Linked DNA regions of Mus musculus: region 2 is linked to region 1. Evidence: chromatin contacts called from public promoter capture Hi-C data. All regions are on one chromosome and are shown on one strand. Each heading gives the region's core, a stretch centred on a gene start, on an enhancer-like site or on the middle of the called end of the contact. The rest is flanking DNA. Distances are from core to core; before and after follow the strand shown.

What was found. Capture Hi-C pulls out chosen DNA fragments and counts their contacts.
Region 2: a contact with region 1 is called in a promoter capture Hi-C map of liver. The contact joins two enhancer-like sites. A contact is called at or near these places in 4 of 484 Hi-C or Micro-C datasets (Sertoli cells, bone marrow-derived macrophages, cerebral cortex and 1 more), 3 of 115 datasets of contacts at active chromatin or transcription factors (acute myeloid leukemia and embryonic stem cells) and 3 of 9 other capture datasets (adipose tissue, liver and pancreatic islet).

The regions. Positions count from the first base shown.
Region 1 is chr4:134,727,980-134,733,251 of GRCm38.p6, forward strand. No RefSeq gene overlaps it. Among named protein-coding and RNA genes, the nearest start is that of Man1c1, 26 kb to the left of the region's middle. Within about 2 kb of position 2,417, at least 52 of the 459 cell types and tissues checked have an H3K27ac peak or open chromatin away from gene starts, as enhancers often do. A contact at or near this core is called in liver, where this site is marked.
Region 2 is chr4:134,810,814-134,816,262 of GRCm38.p6, forward strand. It overlaps Maco1 (macoilin 1), which reads right to left. Exons shown (of 11, transcript NM_025382.6): 7 at 1,727-1,885; 8 at 323-505. Among named protein-coding and RNA genes, the nearest start is that of Maco1, 40 kb to the right of the region's middle. Within about 2 kb of position 3,273, at least 37 of the 459 cell types and tissues checked have an H3K27ac peak or open chromatin away from gene starts, as enhancers often do. A contact at or near this core is called in liver, where this site is marked.

The DNA.
Region 1 (5,272 bases), core at 1,167-3,666:
CTTTTCCTGTTGAGGCTCCCAGATGCTCAGGCCTGGAGTGTGAGCTGTGTCCAGCATAGAGTGAGGCAGAAGTCCAGCATATACCCTGACAGGTTCTCCACCCCTGCCCTGGTGCTGAACCACAGACACACTAGTAATTCCCTCACCTGGATTACTGTGCACTGTGAAAATACATACACATATAAACACACACACATGCACACACACACACACATGAATGCATATAGACACACACATGCATTCACATATATACACATACTCATATGCAGACACATATACACAAGCACATACATGCCCATGCATGTATATACACGTATGTACACAGATGTACACAAATGCACACATGCACACATGCACACACACATAAACACACACATACAAATATAGCCATACACATGCCCACATACACACACTCACACATATACACATGAGTACATACACTACAAACACATACCATCACACACACACATACATACACACTCTCTCTCATACACACACACAAATATACTGTACACCCCACACATGGGAAGCAGGGATCTAGGCACGAGGCCCCTGGGAAGACTCCAGCACAGCTGCAGGGAACGCCTGCCCAGGTCAGAGTGATGGGTCAGGCAGGACCAGTCTTCAGAAGTCCAGGTCTCTGCAAACTGTCCATGCCACCTAACGATTGTTCCCTGGGAATGACACTACCCAGAGCCCTGAAAAGACAGTGGCCAGGTATAGAGGAAAGAGCTGTGGCTGGAGGTAAGGAGTCTAGGTGTCACTGCCTCACATCTTGTCTCCAAGCCATCTACAAAATGGGAATAAATAAGAAGGGTTAATTTCCTTCTTGACAGAAACATCATGACCGAAAGCAATCTGAGGGGGAAAGGGCCTACGCAGCTCACACTTCCACATCACTGGTCGATGTCATAGAAGTGAGAACAGGAGCTCAAGCAGGGCAGGAACCTGGAGGCACAAGCTATTGCAGAAGCCAAGGACGGGTGCTACTTACTGGCTTGTTTCCCTGGATTGCTCAGCCTGCTTCCTTATAGAACCCAGGACCATCAGCCCAAGAACGGCTTCACCCACCATGGGCTGGGCCCCTCCCCTGTCAATCAGTCATTAAGAAAATGCCCAGCAGGCTTGTCTACAGCCTGATCTATGAGAGCACTTTCCCAAACAAGGTTCCTTCCTCTCAGATGACTCTAACTTGTGTCAGGTTGGCAGAAAACTCACCAGTACAGCAGACAGATGAGGAAACTGTCAGGCAGAGTCGGACCCAGAGCCCCAAAGCAGAAAAACAGTGAGATGGGGATGAAGACCAGGCTCAAAGCCCACAGTTCTCTTGCCAGTCAGACCTTTGTTTCCAAAAATCACTTCTCCACACCCCATGCTGGAGGCTGGTGAAAAGAAGAAATCATGAGGTGGAGCGGGATAAAGATCCCATTTTGGGCCCACTGGGATCCTGGGGCCCAGGGGAGCTGAATAGGTCCAAAGACCAAGCCAACCTGCGCTAGTAAAAATTTGATCCGTGACACAGGATCAAATCCTGGTTTCCATGCACACCTGCTGTGTGATCTCAGGCAAATCACCTCACCTCTCTGAGCAAGATGCAAACCTCCATCTATGGGGGAGACGACCTCTGGCATCATTTCCTCTTGTATCTGTGAGATAAGGGGAAGCAGAGGCGAAGTGGTCTGCAAGCGCTAGTGGGGCTGCCATCACACACACACACACACACACACACACACTCCTTCTCCTCCTGGTTTGCCCTGCAGAAGCCAATCATTCATATTAATTCTGAAGTAATGTTGGGACTACTGGTTGGGATTATGGGATGGGCAGGAGAAGGGGTGTCCCTTTGCTTCTTGAATGGATAATGAGGATCAGAGGCATAGCGGAGTATTTATGCGGATGGGGTGTGGCTCAGTAGTTGAATACATGCAAAGCCCTGGGTTTCATGCCCCGCACAAGAACATTGCTAAGCCATCAGACTGGGGCAGCAGGACGCTCCTTCTAGAGCTCACTGAGAGAGCAACTGACCACCCTCCCTCTCCATTTTCAAAAGACTGGGGACAGGGATTCCTCAGAGATGTGAAACTGAAGATTTTCTGTAGCCAGACTGACTACTCTGTTGGTTCTTCTTTCTTCCATTGTTGAGAAACCTTGTTGCTGTAAAGGTCGTTGTATACCATGACTGGACAGCTCCCCGAGCTCTGCACAAAAAGGAGGACTGCCGTTTTCAGCAGGGCTTCCTCTTCTCTGCCTGACCTTATCTAGGGAGCCTGACCCCCACATCCTCTATCTGAGGAACGTTACTTGGTCTTTGGTTCAACTCCCATTCTCCTGCCCTGCAGGCCTTTGGAATGCCTCTCCATGCAAATGAGGCATTCCCATGCAAATGAGGTGTTCCCAGCTCTGCAAGCCTCAGCCAAAGTTCTTTCAGCTGACACACCCCTTCTCACTTCCCGAGGTCTCTAAGCGCCCTGGAGCTATTACGCACACAGTGTTTCACTGAATGCCTTCTAAGGGACCTCGAAGCTGGATCGACATCCTGAGGTCCTGCTGATCCACCGGTTCCGCCTTCCTCTATCCTTTCCCACCCCATGTGCAGCAGGCACCTGGACAGCCCAGGGTGAGAAGTGAGACCCAGAACCACTTTCCACCTGTCTCTACCCCTTCTCTTCCACCCTTTCAACACACTAACAGGAGACAGGAGAGGATAAAAAGGATAGAGGGGAAAGGGGGTGACGTTATCTTTAAACTACTTCCTGCTGATTAGGAGCATCAAGTTCCTTTAGGCCAGTTTGATTTTCACCCAGCAGAATATCTAATTTCTTCTTCTAGTTCCTTTGCACACAACTACTTAACTAATAGCAACCAGCCAACAGCCCACCCTGCCTCTCAGGGCCCTAGCATTTATAGACCCTCTGAAGTGTCCCCAGAATTCCAAAGGTCACACAATCTCCAAAATTGTCTGTGGCTAGCAAAACCACACCCCTCTTAGAGCACAAGGCTAACTCCTAGTCAGCTGCTGTGGACAGTCTGAAGCAGCCCCATATCCCGTATCTGTGATCAAAATGAAGACATATTCCCATATGTCTGTGTTTTTCAAAAAAATCAAGATTCTCACTAGATTTTCCCACCAGCCAATCCCAGAGGTAAAGGTATCAAGAAAACAAAATGTGGGTCTCCGAAAGACCATGCAGCAGTGAAGAGCACTTCTTTTTTTTTTCCGAGACAGGGTTTCTCTGTGTAGCCCTGGCTGTCCTGGAACTCACTCTGTAGACCAGGCTGGCCTCGAACTCAAAAGTCCACCTGCCTCTGCCTCCCAAGTGCTGGGATTAAAGGTGTATGCCACCATGCCCGGCTGAAGAGCACTTCTTGCAGAGGATCCAGGTTTGATTCCCAGCACCAAAAGGGCAGCTCACAACCATCCGTTACTCCAGTTTCCAGGCACACACATGATGAAGAGACGTATAGGCAAGCAAAAATAGTCATACACATGAAATAAAGTAAATATATCTAAAAATAGATTTTTATAGAAAAAGCAAATACATTTTCCGGGGATACTGTCTGGTATGGGAGGCTGTCCCCTCCCTTGGGCAGCCTCAGAAAAGAGAAGTGTAAGAAGAGAATAGAGAACCATTGTGGTCAAAGGACAACAGCCAGCCTGGGGCCTACCATGTGCTGAGGCTCAGCAGGGGTCACAGAAAGGTGCTGAGCTCATACAGCCTCCCAACACCCACCTAAGAGGACTCCCAGCGCCCGCCCGGGAAGCATGGGGTCTTAACAGCAGGAGCCACAGGCTGGTAGCTGCAGGTAGGAGTGGGGAGGGGGAAGCAGCTAAGGAGTAACATAGGTAAACTGTGGGGGCCAGGATACCAGAGACTCCACACATGTTCTGCAATGAGCTGTCATGCTGACCCTTGCCACAGCAGGGGTCCTGGCTAAACCAGAGAGAGGAGGATGAAGGGGGGAGACATCCACACTGATCCTGGGAGGCATTACATTAAGTGGGAGAGTTACCACAGAGAATATGGTTGCATTTCCATCACAGGCCCAGGGCAGAGGAGCACACAGAAAGCAGGATAGTGTTTAGCTGCTGAAGTGAGTGACACAGACGGAGGATGCTATGGGAGTTTCTAGTGTCTGTGGTGGGGTGAATGCAGTAGGTATCACACATGTGAAGGGGATACCAGGAGACAAAGATCAAGAGAACGGACCAGAAACAATACTTGATGTCATCATTGTGACTTTCTCCCACAGTAATGTGAGAGGCCAAACCTGGAGAAAAGATGAAGGAATGCCAAGCCAAACAGCAGACAACCTCTGTCACATTGATTTCAAACTACAGCAAACCAAAGATGAAGGAAACCATCCCTGAAGTGGCCAAAGAAAACCTGTGCAAACTACTGGGGGGGGGGGCAGTGCGGGAGGGGCACACCTTTAATCCCAGCACTGGAGAGGCAGGTAGATCTCTGAGTTGGAAGCCAGCCTGGACTACAGAGTGAGTTTCAGGACAGCCAGGGCTACACAGAGAAACCCTGTCTCAAGGTTGTCTCAAGCATTCACATTTGTGTGAATTTTTAATGTGATCAAAGAAAAGGCCCCACCAACCAAGAAGTCTGCACCTCATGAACTTGCCCTTAAATATGAAAGATGGGCTGAAGAGAGAGATGCATGATGGGTAAACTGAAGTCCCAAGTCTGAATCCTCAGAACCGATGTAATGCCATGCACAGAAGTGCACCTCTGGGACCCTGGCACCCCTATGGTGAGAGGAGAAAGCCCCAGAGTTTGCAGACCAGCTAGCCTGGGCTACACAGTGCTAAAGGACAAAAAGAATCCCAGTTTCAAACAAGGTAGGAGGAAGACTGACCTCTGACCTCCACTCTCACATCACGTCAGGTGTGCAGCCACACTCACACACACAAATGTGTGCACCATGCACACACATCACACAGGCATATGCACAAAGTGAAGAAATAAGGATTTCTGCAAAAGATAAAAATAGTGGAATTTACTGCCGGTAAACCTGCCTTGCAAGAAGACTAAAGTAAGCTGTTAAAGGAACAGAGACGGTATAGGCTAGAAATGTGTGTCTCCTTAATGTAGTGAGGATTTTGGTTTCCTTATAAAAACCCAGTTATGCTATGTGATTATGTTTTGTTCTGGTCCAGGGGTTGGGGCATGGGGCTGCTTCAGATTGTCCACAGCCGCAATGATTTATCTCATGTTCTAGAAGGGACGTGATTTTTGCCAGCTGCAGATAATTTGCATTTGGCATT
Region 2 (5,449 bases), core at 2,023-4,522, 84 kb after region 1:
AAGCACTGATAGCTTTGTTGAGGACTGACTGCAGAGGGAGATCTCAAAGCACTTAGTGGCCACACAGAAAGTGAGAGGAAGCTCAGGTGTATGGTGGAGTACAGTGATCCCTTCCTCTGCTCTATGGGTGAGGTCACTGAGAGACGAATGTTGGAGGGCAGTGTGAGCTGGCTCCGGAGGAGCTGAAACATGTACTAATGAACAACCTAGGAAAGCAAACCACCCACACAAACTGTTCTGTCCCATCCCACCCAAGCATCAAATCCCACATCTATCTTGGGACAAGGAAAGCCAACTGTGACCAAATACTCTAGTGACATACCTAGATGCAGCAGCAAAGGCAACAGCCCGTGCAGCTGTGGCTTCTTCTAACTTCTTCCTTTTTTTCTCCTCCATTAGCTGCTTTTCTACAAAGCTTCGGGCTTCCTGCTCAGCCTTTAGCTTCTTCTCTAGCTGGCTGATATTCTGCTTGTCTTTTTGCTTCATTTGCACGGCATTGTGTAACCTATATGGAAATAGTTGTTGACAAAGAATCTTCTCATTGACAGTCACTATAAGCCCTAAGAAACATAGTCTCCATGCAGTCTTTCTGTGAGGCGGGTGTGTATGGGAGGTTCGAATAGCCAAGTATCAGAGAAAACACATGGTCATTACTAATTACTACTTAACGGTTCCTAAATACTAATAAGTCACCTACTTTATGTAACTCAGAGTCAGCCCGGCCCTCTGTTCTGTTAAGTGATGCAGAGCAGGCAGTCAGAAGACATGGGTCAGAAAGGTAAGGAAGAGGGTAGAAGGTGACTAGAGAGTTAATTCTGAACATTGGAGGGAACCCCCCCAAAAACTTAAAAAAGAACCCAAAAAACAACAACATACCAGTCCTATTGAATACAAAGTTGGTGGGAGGGGAAGGTCTGTTATTCTGTTTTTCAGTTGTTTTCTTAGGCAAGATCTCACTACGTAGCCTAGGGTGTCCTTGAACTTGTGGCAATTCCCTTGGCTTGGCCTCTGCCACGCTATGCTTCTGTATGACAGCCATGCTGCAGCCTGTTCTCCTCTCTCAGCCCTCAGTTCTCTACAGCTTCACACAGCAAGGTGAAGGGAGCCAGCCCTCAGACTGTCCCCCAGAGGCCAACGCTAACAACTGCACAAGCTGCTCAGACGATGGCCAGGGTTCTTGCATGGTGGACTCTAGCAGACAGTTAACTCCTGGAACTCTAAGTGAGAATCTTCTTTGTGGGGAAGCCTATGAGAGACATCACTGTCACAGACACACACAGCTTAGAGACTACAAAGACAACCTTACCTTAATCAGCAACTAACTCCAGAACGAAATAAAGAAAGTTTAAGGAATTCACACAGAAGAGCCAGCTTCTGCCTGTCTCTTCAAATGAAACCAAAGCTCACTGTCATTTTTCAGTTCTGAGATTCAAAGTAAATATAGCCTAGTCCTCAGGAAAAGATCACACTTTGCAAAGAGTGGCAAAATTCCTTATCACCATTACTTATCACAAAAGCTTAGTAACTAATATTACAGTTAACTACATTACTAAAGCAGAGATAATATTATGAAACTCTTGCTGGAACAAAGCAAGTGTAGAATTGATGGGAACACGGAAAATTAAACATCAATGAATAGGAAGGTTGGGCCGTGTCTCCTGGTCAGCCTGAGACTGTCCTCCCCTGGTACCAGGAGGCCCTGCTCAAGGCCCCTAGGTGCACGTACTTGTTCTGCAGCAGCTCGTTCTCCTGCCGGAGCTGGCCCATTTCTGAGCGGATGCCTCGCTCTGTGCTTGAGAGGGCGCTGATCTGACTGCGCAGCTCTTGCTCCACTTGCCGGCTGGCTTGCAGGTCAGCCTTTAGCTTTTTAATGTCTTGTTCCAGCCTGGGAAAGGGAGAAAGGCAGCATTTTCATTTGTGAGACGCCTTAGGGAGTGGGACGGTCTCCACGGGACGACCTGTGATGTGCTTAGTTCTATGGTGTGACTGCCTTCACAGGAGGGCTTAACTTTTGATTGTCCCCAATGTCTACCTGAGTAGTGGATAAAGGAGCAGGGAAAAACAGGAGAGCTAAACATTCAAGTCTCTTCCCCACTGCTGACTTCCTTAGCAAGTAAAGCCTGCCAGAGCAATAAACTCAGAACCCAGCCAGAGACTCTTCTTTTTGACACTCTCCTAGATCAGACTGCACTGTCCCTCATCATGGGCTACAAGATCGCCATCCATTTCCAGAAACTGCTTGCTAAGTAACAGTCACACTTTTGGTATGGCACAAGAGCTCATCAAGGCTCAAGAAAAGGGACATTAAGAAAACTGTAAGCTAAAACCTACCTTACTGTGCCATTCCTTACTGCCTGCTCCATCTAGCCCATAATAACACCAGCTTAAGAGATATGCACTTGGGGTCTAAATATAAGCAAGCAGTAAAAGGAACTAAAGGGCAAAATCAAATCTCTTCTTCACAGGAAGGCTCTATAATTTCAACAGGGGCCAAAGACTGGATGACTAAAATAATTAGATAGTAACACAAGAAAGGCTACAATTAAACACACACTAGGAAGAATAATAGCAGCAGCCACTCCTCAGTGACTGGACGCACTGCTCCCGATAGGTCCGTAGCAATGTGAACTAATTTAATCAGCAGAGCTAAGGGCCAACTGCAATGATTATTCCCATTTTTCCCAGATGAAGAAATAAGAGTAAGAAAATCTTGCAGCCCACGATCGCCAGGCAGGATCCCCAGGATCCATCCATCCTCCTCCCCAGCCCAGCAATCTGGGGCAGGCTGTGCAGAGGATGGGAAGCAGGGAAGGAGGAGTGCTCCGAATGGAGTTGGCACACTTAAAACCTCCGAGGCACGAGCAGCCATGGTGCTTGGACAAGCCCTCAGTCTGGTGCCTGAGAAAGACTGTACTAGAACCAGTAGGAAAGAGTCAGCTGGACCTCGATAGCCGAGCTGAAGATCAGGCCCAGGACGTACACTACAGTGAAGCTCTGAGAAGACAGTTTTTCTACAAGACACAAATGGACAGATGAGCAAACATCAGTGCTTGGGTTCTGTGTGCAGAAACCCCATCCCTCCCCGGTGTTAAGGACATGCCAGGGCTTGCTCATGCTAAGCCACACTTAACCTCTCAACTACCACCCCAACCTGAGAAAACTCCTCAGCGCCTCTAGTCCAGCACACTGACAGAAGCACGGCTTCCGGTGCACAATGGGGATCTCCCTTTGGACTGTCAGATCCACAGACTAAAGCTCATACATGTTTTATTATGTGCAAAGTCCTCAGGGCCTACTGCAGAAATCAATACTCACTCAGTAATGTTCCCTGGTCTCTTACAGAAAGCTGAACACTTTCTTCCCCTAACTACCATTAGACAACTTTAAAACGACTCTCGAGCCCCAAAGTCATACTGCAGGCGCTATCACCAGTGTTCCCTTCCTTGTGAGAGCACAGCCTAGAGACTGAGTTCCAGGGGCACTGCTTGGTCTCCTGCCAGGGTTCACTCCCTAGGGAAGAGTCACAGGTCCACATCACACCACACTGTCCCTATCACCAAGGTCATTTCAGTTCAGTGTACTTGAAGATCAGCATTTAGATCATAGCTATGCTGTCCTTCATTCACCTGAAGTAACCCAAGGGCTACACTACAAATAGGCTGCGTAGGGTTCGTCCCATTAACAAGTGCATGCTCATGTTCACATCTCTTGTGAGGCCAGCCTCTCAGAGGAAGTAGTGCGTGTTTAGTGAAAGGGCAGGCTCCTCTGTGAGGACAGAGGCATTTGGTCTGTACAGGGCTCGGTCATCAGGGTCCTAAGCCTCTAGGGCCAACTCTGCACACATCTTTGCAGTTTCCTCATCTGCGGCTGACCATCTCTAAGGTTCTTCCCACTTATTCTAGGATTTTGAGGCCTGACACATTTAGAAATAGCTGCTGATTTACCTCTGAGCAGCAGCTTAATTAAGTTGTACCAGATGTAGATAGGGGAATCTGGTTCCACAGCACAGCTTACTGCCACTGAAGAAAAAAAGCCCCTTCTTTCAGATGCTACATTTTAGTAATTTTGTACTTATCACTTTTTTTCATTTTAAAAGTCTTCTGTTTTGGTTTTGTTGTTGTTGGTGGTGGTCTTGGTTTTGTTTTTTTAAGACAGGATCTCTTTGTGTAGCCTTGGCTGTCCTAGAACTCCCTCTGTAGATCAGATTGGCCCAGAACTCAAAGAGTTCTGCCTCCCTCTGTCTCCTCAGTGCTGGGATTAAAGGCACACACCACTACTGCCGGACTTCCAGTCTTTCACGTTAAGTGAAATGTCTCTATGACACAATGGCCTTCAGGGTATGTATGCAGTGAATCCCAGCAGTCAGGAGACACAAGAGTTTCAGGGAGACAGAGTTTCAGGCCAGTCTGCTTTACAAAGGGAGTCCAGGATGTCCAGAACTCTGTTACACAGAGAAATACTGTTTCAAAAGACATTATTTCCTCTAAGTAAAGTTTTGGGATTTCTTGAAATTTGCAATAATATAAAGAGTTTTGAGAACAAAGGATACAAACATAATTTTGGTAAAATACAGAACACAATGCTTTAAAAAGTTTCTTTCCACTTATCTAGTTAGTGTGCACATCTGCATGCGTGCATGCACGTGAAGGTCAGAGGACAAGTTCTGAGAGTATGCTCGCTCCTTCCACAGTGTAAGTGAGTGAGAGCCATTACTTCAAGTCACTGGGCTTGGCAGCAAGTGCCTTTTCCCTCTGAGCCATCTCCCTGGTCTCCCAAAATGCTCTTTAGAAGTGGAATTCAATGAGAATATTGTCAAAGCCAAACCAGCAGTACTATACAACAAAAAGAGGGAAGTTACAAAAATATGTTTCCTTTGTTAAGAAAGAAAGGATACTTTTTCAGAAGTATACATCTAAGATCTATATACTCTAGTGTGTACATGCTCAGAAGTACACATTCAAGATCTGTATACTTTAGTGTGGATATGGCATATTGCAGTAGGAAACTGCTTGAATCCAGAGCTTCCTGAATACTAGACTCTCCCACTGAGCTACATTTCTAGCTCAGGAAACCTCATCACCCCCGCCCCCCTTCACCCCAAGACAGAGGCTTACGATGAAGCACTGTAGAGCAGGTTGGCCTCAGAGATCCACCCACTTCTACCTCCAGAGAAATGGTTTGTTTTGAAAATACAAAACAATTTATTCTCATAAAAAAATAGGACAAAAATGCTTCAGTCTTTTCCTAACTACTGTCATTAGCTCCACCAACTCTTAATTACTGCTTTCCAAAGCGTGATAGTTAAGATCAGCGTCCCTGCCTGAGAAACCCTGGGCTTCACGATCACTACCTAATGACATTAGTTGAGTACGCTAAGAGAAAGTCTCAGTGACCTAAGAAATCCATAATCTAAGCATTTCAAATACTGACAAAGAAACTTCTACTAAAG